Regions from separate parts of the Rattus norvegicus genome. Here regions 2 and 3 are each linked to region 1. Evidence: chromatin contacts called from public Hi-C data. All regions are on one chromosome and are shown on one strand. The core of a region is the stretch at or near the end of the contact, and the rest is flanking DNA. Distances in the headings are between cores, read along the strand shown. Region 1 holds the start of Hivep1 (HIVEP zinc finger 1). Region 2 holds the start of Adtrp (androgen-dependent TFPI-regulating protein). Region 3 holds the start of Edn1 (endothelin 1).

Evidence for each region. Hi-C and Micro-C count contacts between places; a contact is called where the count stands out from the background.
Region 2: a contact with region 1 is called in a Hi-C map of liver, with 6 times the contacts expected there. The contact joins the promoter of Adtrp here to the promoter of Hivep1 in region 1. A contact is called at or near these places in 5 of 12 Hi-C or Micro-C datasets (frontal cortex, liver, mammary epithelial cells and 1 more).
Region 3: a Hi-C map of liver shows a contact between it and region 1, with 4 times the contacts expected there. The contact joins the promoter of Edn1 here to the promoter of Hivep1 in region 1. A contact is called at or near these places in 5 of 12 Hi-C or Micro-C datasets (Schwann cells, kidney, liver and 1 more).

Annotation. Positions count from the first base shown.
Region 1 is chr17:22,914,702-22,918,512 of GRCr8, forward strand. It overlaps Hivep1 (HIVEP zinc finger 1), which reads right to left and starts at 2,495. Exons shown (of 9, transcript NM_001105751.2): 1 at 2,444-2,495. LOC108348545 (a long non-coding RNA gene) reads left to right here and starts at 3,259. Exons shown (of 2, transcript XR_005495726.2): 1 at 3,259-3,811.
Region 2 is chr17:23,134,389-23,138,373 of GRCr8, forward strand. It overlaps Adtrp (androgen-dependent TFPI-regulating protein), which reads left to right and starts at 1,421. Exons shown (of 7, transcript NM_001395610.1): 1 at 1,421-1,594; 2 at 2,171-2,432. The coding sequence starts at 2,280.
Region 3 is chr17:22,664,866-22,668,697 of GRCr8, forward strand. Edn1 (endothelin 1) reads right to left here and starts at 1,822. Exons shown (of 5, transcript NM_012548.2): 1 at 1,570-1,822. The coding sequence starts at 1,633.

The DNA of each region.
Region 1 (3,811 bases), core at 1,245-3,744:
GACATGACCGTGCTGTCTAAACAAAAGCAGTCCTTTGTTGACTTAAGTGTCTGAGGCTTGGGAATTACTTGTTACTGCAGCACAGCCTAGGCTGTCCTGACTGTGCCTTTTCAAGCTGAAATGCATCATGCCAAGATGTAATAATCCAATGGGCATGTCCAACCTATAGTTGGACAGTACCTAAATCTAACACAAAAGAGTAAACCTACTTTAAACATTACAAGATTTCTTTAGAGATTCTTTTTTTGGTAACTCTGTTACAAGGTTCTCCAGCCAAAGCATTAGGCTGCAATGTCAAAAAGTTGAACATGCTTGAAAGTTAACCACCCACTTGTCCATCTGCAACCTCCCTCTCTCCTCTTCCACCAGATTCTTTCTCAATAACCAGTTAAAAGTTTAGCTTTAAGTTCCTGCAACAATGCTGATAAGCAAAGCCCATCAAGCTGGCACTGTGGGGTGGAACCAAGTTTAATCACTAAGCAAACACAATAGACTGAGGATGCTTTGTTTAAAACCTCTCATATCGATTACTGTACACAGCACAAGAGAACACTTAATGGTACTTGTTTTACTGTAGAGTTTCCACTTAGCACCTAATTTAATCCTAACGACCAAGGCAATAGTTCCAACTCATCAATATTACAGAGTTGGAAAAAAAAAAGTTTTGGGAGAGATTAAAAAAAAAAAAAAGGGGGGGGGCTGGGGATTTAGCTCAGTGGTAGAGCGCTTGCCTAGGAAGCACAAGGCCCTGGGTTCGGTCCCCAGCTCCGAAAAAAAAAAAAAGACCAAAAAAAAAAAAAAAAAAAAAAAAAAAAAAAAAAGACCACAGCTCCAATTCATCCATTTTACAAAGAGAAAAAAAAAAGTTTTGGGAAGAGATTATGAAACCTTCCTCAGATCAGTAACTATGGAATGTGGCCCCACATGACTCCATGCCCATTTCCTCTGAGAAGATAACACTTACCTACCAAGGACAATCCCCTCCCAAAGGGATGAATGACACAGCAAGTCATGAAGACATACTTTGGAATCAAACCTGACCAGGTTCAAGGCCAGGCTTTACCCCATACTGTGTGGCCTTGTTCAAGGTACTTAAGCTCTCAGAAGAGAAGATCGGATTTCCCAAGCTGTAAAATCAGGAAACAGTATCCACCTCAGATGGGCTAAGGACTAAGGACTAAGCTAAACAATGTAGAAGCTTTGCCTGCAACATGAAAATGCTGAAATATTAATTCCCGGGAAGAACGCCTCCAAGGAAAAGAAAATGCTTCCCAGAATAAGGTGTTTGATGTATGTTTTCACTTTAGCTAAAACGCATAAGGAAAAGGCGACTACAATTAACTTGCTTGCAGCTGTACTCCTAACAAGGCTAAGAGTCGGCATAGCACAAACTATTCACAATCTAACCAAAGAGGAAGACTATGAAACAGGATGGTCAACGATGGATGATGTCTCTTGCAGCACCAGCTAATGACCTACAAAAGATAGGGCTCCTCAGCTCGCTTTACCACAGAGCCATCAGCTCTCGCATTCAAAAAGGTTTTGACTGCACAGAGAATTTAAACATAAAGCTATAAGTGTTCTGTTCCGTTCCGTATTAAAACTAGAGCTTTTAAGCGGTCACAATATTACGAAGTTTTTAAAGCGTGAACTCTGATTGTAAGCCGATCACGTGACCCCCCATCAGCCCCCAGCTTAAATGTAAAATATGCAAATTCCCAACCTGTAACAGCTTTGTGCGACCCGGTTTTGCAGCCTCCACCCCCCTGTCCCTAGCTGTCCAGCCCACGTTTAAATCCGCGGTGAAGTGGTTATTTTCAAAGACGACAGCACCGTAGCGACTAGGACCAGTGATCAACCATTCTTTCTCCAGAAAGAAATACATACTACAAGGTGCAAAAACAGGACAGGATCAAAAAGCGTAAAGACAGTCACAAGGAGAAAAAACATGAATGAATGTGGAGGGCGGAGCCTGGGAAAACCCCTCTGCAACGCTGCACTGAACAAAGCGCTTCGCATGCCAGAAGGAGGGGGGAATGGAAGTGCCAGCTCCGGAAGGAGCCTGGAGTGGATGCGGAGAGCAGGAGGAGGAGGAGGACAGAGTCGGCGAGAGCGGCAGCCTTGAGACTCCTCCTCGCGCCAGCCTCGCCACAGCCCCCTCCCCTCTCTAGCCGCAACTCCTGCTGGAGCCCGACCCGCAGCGAGCCCGAGCCGCCCCGCGCCCCTACCCACCGGCCCCGACCCACCAGCGGCGGGCGCGCGCCCTACCCGGAGAGAAACTACCCAGGTGGCCCGGAGTAAAACAGGCACTCCCGGCAAAGAACGAAAGGGAAAGCGAGCCACAAAGCCGGGAGGTGCGGAAGCCGCGGCCTGGTCTCCCGCAGCCCCGCCGAGCCCTCCTGCGAGAAGCGGCCGTGGCGACCGGGAGGCCGGCCCTCCGTACCTGCTGGGCTCGCAGGACCGCAGCTCCCGCCGCCTGCGCGGCCAGGACCCGCCGAAGTGGCAAGCGGCTCCCGCACGCAGCATCCCCTCCGCAAGGTCGGCGCCGGCACACGCGCACACACTCACACGCACACCCGCGCGCCCGCCCGCCCGCCCGCCAGGGGGAGGTGGTCCCGGCCCCCGCCCCCCGCGCCGCGCTCTCCCGGGTGCAGCGCCCCCACCGCCAAGCCCGGCCCGCACCCGTCGGGAACTGCGCTGCACTTGACAACCGGGACACAAGCAGAGCCTCCTCCCGACGGGCACTGAGGCGCGAGCAAGGCGCGGGAGGGACCGAGTGGAACCCGGCGGGAGAGCGGCCTTTACCTCTCCCGGGTGTCCGTGAGGACCGCTGGCAGCGCGAGGGCGGCCAGGGCGAAGGTCGGCGGCTTCCCCGCGCGTGGGCGGGGCGGCAGGGGATCCCCGGGGGCGGCGGGGCGGGGGCTGCGGCGGGAGGGCGGGCTCCTGTGAAGCCGGCCCGGGGCCCCCTGCCGCCCCGCCCGCCCGCCCGCCCGCCCGCCCGCCGGCCGCAGGCCCCGCCGCGGGGACCCAGGACGCAGGAGGAGGCGCGGCCCGAGGGGCGGGGCGGGGCGGGGCGGTGGCGGAGGCGGGGCTCCGCGGCCCGGGGAAGCCCGGCCGGGCCGCAGTCGGGGGCGGTTGGCCCGAGAGGAGGGGCGGGGCCGGGCGGGGCCGGATTCTCTTTACCGTCTTTTGACTTTCTAGAGCAGGCTGTGGGCCGGCCCGGTGACGTCATGGTGTCTCCCAGCCCCGCCCCTCGCCCTGGCCCTGGTAGGGAGGAGGAGGACCCGGGAGGGAGGGGGGACCCCAAGGGGGTTTCCTCAGCTCCGCGTAGAGGGAAGGGGAAATCATAGTGAAACTTGAAACTCATTAACTTTGAAAAATAACTTTGAAAAAAAGAGAGAGAGAAAGGGGGCTGGGGTGTTGACTTGGAGGGTCAGAGGGGACATGTTATTAAGCCCTGAACTGAAACCACTCTTTTGGTGGCGGATGTTCTATTAAAAGACCGAGGAAAGCCAAGGTTATTCCGGAGAGAGCCGGTGCTTCCCAGAGCCTAAGCAACAGCGAGCGCTGTTAACCCCTCCTTGACTGCCTGTCAGCTGGGGACTAACCCGCGAGGGAACTTTGGAAGCCGAGGAGGGGGTGCGGGGCGGAGCCACCCAGCAGGCTTCTGGAACTCTGGGGGAGTGAAATGGAAAGACAGACTAATTTATTACAAACCAGAGTTTGACCCCGGCTGCTAGAAAGCGTTAGAGAACGGGAACTGGAAACTTCTGGAAATATCAGGGGAGCTGGATCTGGGGAGCGAAGCAGG
Region 2 (3,985 bases), core at 171-2,670, 220 kb after region 1:
ACCTGATGTCATTGCTGGGGACAGATATGAAATGAAAGCGGCTCTGGTCATTCATCCAGGGATATTTATCGTTGAGGGCTGGTCTGTTGCTATGTATTGTAATGCTAAACCCTGGCTTACCTTAGGGAAAGTCTCACGTGCTCCAAATGATGCCATGTAACTTTGCCCTCCCAAGTATTTCTGATTGGTCAATGTCCTAGCCAGGGTTTCTATTCCTGCACAAAACATCAGGACCAAGAAGCAAGTTGGGGAGGAAAGGGTTTATTCAACTTACACTTCCTCATTGCTTCGTCACCAAAGGAAGTCAGGACAGGAACTCACACAGGGCAGGAACTTGGAGGCAGGAGCTGATGCAGGGGCCATGGATTGCTTTCCCTGGCTTGCTCAGCTTGCTTTCTTATAGAACCCAGAACTACCAGCCCAGGGATAGCACCACCCACAATGAGCCCTCACACCCTTGATCACTAATTGAGAAAATGCCTTACAACTGGGTCTCATGAAGGCATTTCCTCAACCGGGGCTCCTTTCTCTGTGATAATTCCAGCCTGTGTCAAGTTGACACACAAAATCAACAAGTACAGTCAATAAAGATGCCCACAGTCTATAGCTGGGCATGTCATTTTGGCCCTAACATCGTTATGATCTTTAGTGTTCAGAGAACCAACATTAGTAAACCGCTCAGAGCCATGCTTAGCCACAGTGCTGGAGAAGCAGGAGACACTATTGTTATTTGCAGTTTTAGCCCTAGCCAGCATTGCTTCCATGTCCTGGATTGCTCTCTCCGTAGTGAATGGTTTTCTGTTTTAAGTGTGTGTGCCTTTGCCAAATTCATAGAGTGAAATCCTAACTCTCTGAGTTGATGATATTAGTCACAGGTACGGCTATAGACAAGTCCTGGGGACATAAAGACAGAGCCTTCTCAGGATTCTGGCCCCAAAGGTGCCCAAAGGAACTGTTCTGTTTCTTTCCCATGAGAGGTCATGGTGACAGGATTATCTGTGTTAAGTAGAAAACAAACCCTTACCAGACACCAAACTTGCCAGCACCCCGGTCTTAAAAATGCTAGCCTCTAAAAATAGGATAAATAAAATTTCTTGTTTATAAGCGTACAACTGTGTAATATTTTGGTACAACATTTCCGACAGACTGGGAAGCGGTTACCCTGCAGGCCTGCTGGCTCAGGGCCACTGTCCTCCTCCGGCCTATGAGTCTGAATGTTTGGTCCAGTTGACTTTTCAGAGGGAGAGAGTCATGTTCTGGCTTTATTTGGGTTCCCATAGCTCCTTATGGCTCTCTCTCTCAGTTCTTCTAAGCCCTGGGGAAATGGTGAATAACGTCAACTGCAGACTTCCCTAATGCCTCCAGGGGCATTTCTCAAAGAATTTGCTCACCCCTCCGAGTTGCCCAGGGAAACAAACCAGTGATGTCACAAGGCATGACGCTTGCAGTTCTCCTTAAGTCCCCTTCTGCACAGGTGGAGGTAGGGACCTGTCCTTTTCTCTCCCAATCCAATTATGTCTTGTACTCCCCAGCGCAGTACAGAGGCCCTTGCTACCCCTGACATATACCCACGACCAACCATGTCTACACTCAGGTATGATGGCTTGCCAGCGGTGGATGTCTCTCTCCTTATGCTTCTTCCCTCCGGGAACAAATGCAGGGCGGATGAAATGTCTGGACACCTTTCTGTAGTGTAAGGGGAGCGGGCAGACCCAGACTCCTTTGAGCCTGTTCTCAGAGGATCAAAGGCTTTTCTCAAGCTTGAAAAGGCCTCAGAGATTTCACAAGTAGAATGACTACACCCTATTTCCTTTCTTCCGGCTATAAACACATCCAAGTCTGTACTTCCTGGTTTAAAAGGACCCTCCCCTTCTTTGCTGGGACGCTGTTGCTACCTAACTCTGACCTTTCAGCCAAATGAAAAAAGAACAGAGGCATGACCTTTTACCTAGATGGCATCTGTAACCGGTTCTTTAGCAGGCTAAGCCCTCTGTTCAAAGTGCAACTTCCTTGCTCTCCTCAAAGCCCTGTTTTGAAATGGGTGCAAACTGTCAAGTTATCTAAACGTGGATATCTCTGAATTCCGTACTTGTGAGGAAAGGTGCCTCAGAGCGAAGCAAAGTCCAGCCTGTGTTGAAATGCTCATCCCCAGAGGGCTTTGTTTCTGCAGCTCCGGTGTGAACAGAGTGCAGCTGTGACTCCCAGGACCGAGTGAGAGCAGAGCAGGTACACCGCCACCACCTTCGTCGTCGTCGTCATCGTTCTGATCCACGGAAACCATGACGAAAACAACTACTTGCTTGTATCACTTCGTTGTTTTGAACTGGTACATTTTCCTCAATTATTACATCCCACAGATTGGAAAGGATGAGGAGAAACTAAAGGAATTCCATGACGGTGGACGGTCCAAGTACTTGACACTCCTGAATCTGGTAAGTTCATTTCTCCACGTCTAGAACCGAGTTCTGATCACTAACGGGAGAGTTTTCCCACACACCACTTTACTGAGCACAAGCCCCCCACCCCCGTACGTCTTCCTTCTTCATGATTGGTGAGTTTTGGGCTTCCCCTGATCACTAGTAATTTGGAGACTCTCCGTAGCTCCTGGGGTGTCTAACTATTAAATACTCTTTTACAAAGACTCTTGGAGCCCAACTAGGGGACCACAGGCTTGAGTACAAAACACAGGAGAGATTTTTGAACCTTGCTCGGGAACGTCTGTGAGAAGAAGGCAGTGTCGAATGTTGAGTAGGAAGTGTGACTCCCAGTGGAGGAGTAATGTTATTTGACAGCACACACCGACTCACAGATTTATCCAAGAAAAGCAAACACATTTTGCCACCTTCCTCTCCCACCATGATTTTTTATAGGCTCAAGTTTCATCTGAGAGGAGAGATCACCCGAGCCAACAGCCAGTGCACAGTTTCAGCTATTACAGATAAAGCAAAGTGAAAACCAAACTTATAGCTTAATTCCCTGATGTCTTCCTAACCTGGCTGACCTTGTGCTAATGGACAAAGTCTGGATGAGTTGAAGAAAACTGCCTTGAAAAAAGTATTTTAGGGGGCTGGAGAGATGGCTCAGCGGTTGAGAGCGCTGACTGCTCTTCCAGAGGTCCTGAGTTCAATTCCCAGCAACCATGTGGTGGCTCACAACCATCTGTAATGGGATCTTGGTGCCCTCTACTGGCATATGGGCATATATTCAGGCAGAACATTCATAATAAATAAATAAATAAATAAATAAATAAATAAATAAACAAACAAATAAATTAAATAAATAAATCTTTTTTAAAAAGTATTTTAGGAATATACTTTTAAAGTTAAAAACTAAAAATGGAACATCCTTCAGACATGAGGATTGACATCTGAATTTTTGTTGTTGTTGCTAAAATACACAGTTCTGCAGGGTGGTGGTGGTGGTAGCCATTAACCCCTGCAGAGGCAGGAACAGAGGTGCAGAGGGGCAGAGGGGCAGAGGGACAGAGGGGCAGAGGGGCAGAAGGGCTGAGGGAAAGAGGGGCAGAGGGGCAGAGGGGCAGAGGGGCAGAGGGGCAGAGGGGCAGAGGGGCAGAGGGGCAGAGGGGCAGAGGGGCAGAGGGGCAGAGGCAGAGGATCTCTGAGTTTGAGACCAGCCTGGTCTACAGAGTGAGTTCCAGGATAGACAGAGGTATACATAGAAACTTGTCTCAAAAATCAAAAATAGGTAAATAAATAAATAAATTAGTAAATGTAAATTTAAAATAAAATATACCCAGTTGTAAAATTACCTGGTGTCAGGAAGCTGCAAAATATTTCCTGTTCTCAAGATTTATTTTTATTTTGACTTTATGGGCATGAGAGTTTTTCTTGCATCGCCTATGTGCATGTGTCTCCCATATGTGTGCCTGGTGCCTGTGGAGGCCAGAAGGGGGCGCCAGATCTCCCGGTACTAGAGTTAGAGGTGAGCTGTCAAGTGGGTGCTGGGTTCTGTGAAAGAGCAGAAC
Region 3 (3,832 bases), core at 572-3,071, 250 kb before region 1:
GCAAATAGAAGCAGACAAGGCATAAAACTGCCTTTAGCCAGAAACACAAACAGAAAGAAAGAGACTTCTTTGTTCTCCGTGCTTAACAGGACTTCACCCTTACCCTGGCTGGCTTATCCAACCTGCAGGGAGATTACACACACACACACACACACACACACACACACACAGAGAGAGAGAGAGAGAGAGAGAGAGAGAGAGAGAGAGAGACAGAGACAGAGACAGAGAGAGAGAGAGACAGAGAGAGAGAGAGAGAGAGAGAGAGAGAGAGAGAGAGAAACAGCTAGGAAAGGACTCTTCCAGTCTTCTGAAGACGCTTCAAAATGGAATTTTGAGGAAGTCCATACCTGAGACTTAGACTAGCACAACTCCCATAGATTAAGCTGGCTGGTGGCCACAAGTAAATAAGACAGACCGTCTATTCCTAGCAGCCTTGGAGCCACGTTCCCAACTCAGGATAACCTCCTTAGGGGTACCCACCCCATTCCAGCTCGTGTAGGGGCACAGAATGATCTAGGTTGCATATGGGTGCCTTTTTATGTTAGGCAGAAAGCAAGAACTTCCAGAAAATGCCTGGACACCGAAGAGAAACTGACTTTACAACAGTCACTGCAGGTGGGAGATAAGTGGCCACTCAAGGAAGAGAAGGTACAGCTCAGGGGAGCCAGGGAAGTACTCTGGGTTCAGAATCCTGGGGCCGCACAGCTTGCGTGGGACTTGACACCTCCCTCTGGCCCAACACAGCATCGCTAGCCTCTTTCAATTGACCATTTGGTCGTGCATTTTCTCTTCCCAATTTTGTTCATTTCAAACGATCAGACACATTCCAGGATTTTCATCCCTTTGACAACCTCTCTCTTTGCTTAGGGTCAGGTGAAGACAAAAAGAAGGCACTGACCCTAAAAAAACAGGATGGGAGGAGAAAGAACCAGAAGCGGCCCATACTGTCTAATTCCTTAATCAGGCAGGAATGATCCCGGCTCCCTTCCCAGGACAGGTGAATACTACTGAAATAGAGCTCAGGCTGTTTGAGGATGCCAAAAACCTGCCAAATGAAACCTTAAGTCAATAGTGACAAATTTTAAAGAAAGCATGTGCTTCGCCCTGAAACCGCCTGCGGGGTTACTCAGCGCACGGTTGATCGGCAGGTGATTTCACTGCTCACGTTGTGCCTGCATGACCTGAATAAAATTCCTTGGCTTTAAGCTGGAGTGTTTTAGTATTTTACACATTAGCACACTATCAAGACAGCGTTTGAATAAGCTCCTAAATGCACCATGCAACCCTAAACACACGTATTTCAAATATATCCTTGCCTCAGCTGTAGCCACTCAGCGATACGGCTACAACGTTATTTTAAAGCTATGTGATACTCGGTTGTAGTCAGTTGTATTCAAACAGGAGTTTTATTCCTTTCGCTGGCACACAGAAGTAATTGCAAGGCACTTGCTGCTCCAGCTTCAGTAATTTAAAAAAAAAAAAAAAAGGACAGAAAGAAAAAAGAAAAGTGGAAAACAGAAGCGAGAACGGCGTTGCGCTGAAGCAGAAAGATTCGCAAGTGGCACCTACCTGTTTCTGGAGCTCCTTGGAAAGCCACAAACAGCAGAGAGAAGATCACGGGAAAATAATCCATTCTGCAAAGGGATCAGAAGAAGAGGAGGGAAAAAAAGAAAAAAAAAAGAAAGAAAGAAAACTCGGTTGCAAATGGAACTCAATGCAAAACGAAGAGGACGGTGTCTGGTTGCTCTGATCGCCTCTGGCTTTTGGAGATCTCAGCGCGGTCTTCAAAAAGTGGCCCCTTCACCGGAGCGAAAGCGTCGCGGGCAGCCCGGGAGGCAGCGCTCGAGGACAAGCGGAGCAGACCCAGTCAGGCTCTCAGCGCCAGTGCTGGAACGCGTCTGGCTCGGACAGCTCTCCGCCGGGCTTTTTATATTGAACCCCTATAGAGTGGGGGTAAACAGCTCCGACTTTATTCCAGCCCTAAACAATGTTATTGTGTGATTAGTCACCCACAGGCAACGTGCAGCCGGAGATAAGACCCGGCTCTAGAGGAAATCACGGCTAACTTCAGAGGCAGACGCCCGCCGTCTGACAATCCAGGGGCAGGGCTAAGAAAAAGAAAACACCCACTGGACAGAGACCTCTGCAAAACCTGCACCGAGCGGCAGCCCGCTTCCCCTTTTGCTAGCTGCCAGCCCCAGAGTTCAAGAATCAAGAGGTTCTCCAGAAGAAAAGTCACCCCATTGGAATGAAAAGTATGAAGTACAATTAAATAGATTGTATTGTGCGCGCGGGGGGTGGGGTGGGGGTGGGGCTGATCATTGTTCACTTGATTTTCCTTTTATGTCTTTCTGATTTCTTAGTTGGATTCAAACCAGGGGAGGATCCCCCTCTTCGTTCTTCACTCCCTGCTACTTGGGGTGGGGGCGGGAGGAAGACCAGATTATTTAGGGAGATCAGCTTACTTTTCCAAACTCCCCCAAGTCTTTTTTAAACTGAAGTTCTTCGCAACGGAGGTGCGAAGGATTCCGTCAGGAGCTAGCAAGGAGGGAAAACTAAGGAACAATGATAACAACAGCAATATGGTTTCGTCAGGCACATCCTAGTATCGCCGATCAGAAGGACCCCCCCACTCTCTCCCCCCTCCAAAATTTCCTGTGCCCAGCCTCTCCCTGGGAATTGCACCCCCCACCCCCCCCCACCCCCCGCGCGCGCGCGCGCTATCGGGAAGAATCTTGAGAAATGGCAGGAACGAACACCAGGGGGAGACGAAGAGCTGCAGGGGCTTGTGCTTTAGTAAGATAAAACAATTAAAGCCTTGGCTTCTAAATGATTAGCAACAAGCCGCGGCCGGGCAGAGAAGGGCGCCTCACAGACGAAAGGAGAGGTGACTTCAGGGCATTCCATTATTCCCTTCCCTGACTTCCCAGTCTCCTCCGCCCCACTTTGCTTGCACACTGGGGCGAACCAGTGTCCTGTGCCTGATTAGGAAGCTACAGGGAGAGCGTGGGGAGGGGAGGACTGCCTATGCTGACTGAGTAAGTGGATCAGATCATACCTCACCGTTTAATAACGTGTTTACGTTTTCCAAACAGTTTCCTGTCTATTTTGCCATGAAATGCTCCCTCCCCCGGGTGCCCATGGGTTATTAAGGTACAAGTGACAACATGTCTTCATGAATAAAGCAAAACACACATAAAGCACATTGACTTTTTCAATAAGCTTCACTTTTCAAGGGAGGAAGAGGGAGGACCCCCCAGAATGCCCAAAAGCTGGAAACAACACGCGGGATCCACTCAATGGTTTCCCTATAAAGGATCTAAATCAAGATGTGAGGATGCCACCGCAAAGGTCCCTCTTTCATCCCTCTTGTTCTACTCCGATTTTCCCTGGGAGTAGATGCCAAGAGAGACTCACTTCTAACACGGGACCCACACAGGGACCCACCCCACGCAACTATTCATTTAGCTCTTCAACTCTACAATCAAAAGGCAGATTTGATAGCGATTCCCAAGCTGTGGACAGGGACATGCTTAGGCCTAGTGAGCTCTCTGGAAATCTCGGTAGGGGAGACAACACAGCAGCAGCTTTAGGTCACTGAGAACTCTGTCCCTTAGGAGACTCTGTACTAAGAGCTGGAGACATTGGAGAAGCAGGAACCAGCAACCCTCCCACACCCACACCCGAGGCCCAGGGCCACTGGTAAGCTTCTGCCTCTGCTTTGCTTACCTCAGACCTACCCCGGAGGGTGGGGGCCAGGAGGTGACAGCTACCCCTAGAACTGGGCCCCAACAGGAAGCCAGCTCATCCCACCCCAGCTCCTCAGGGGACC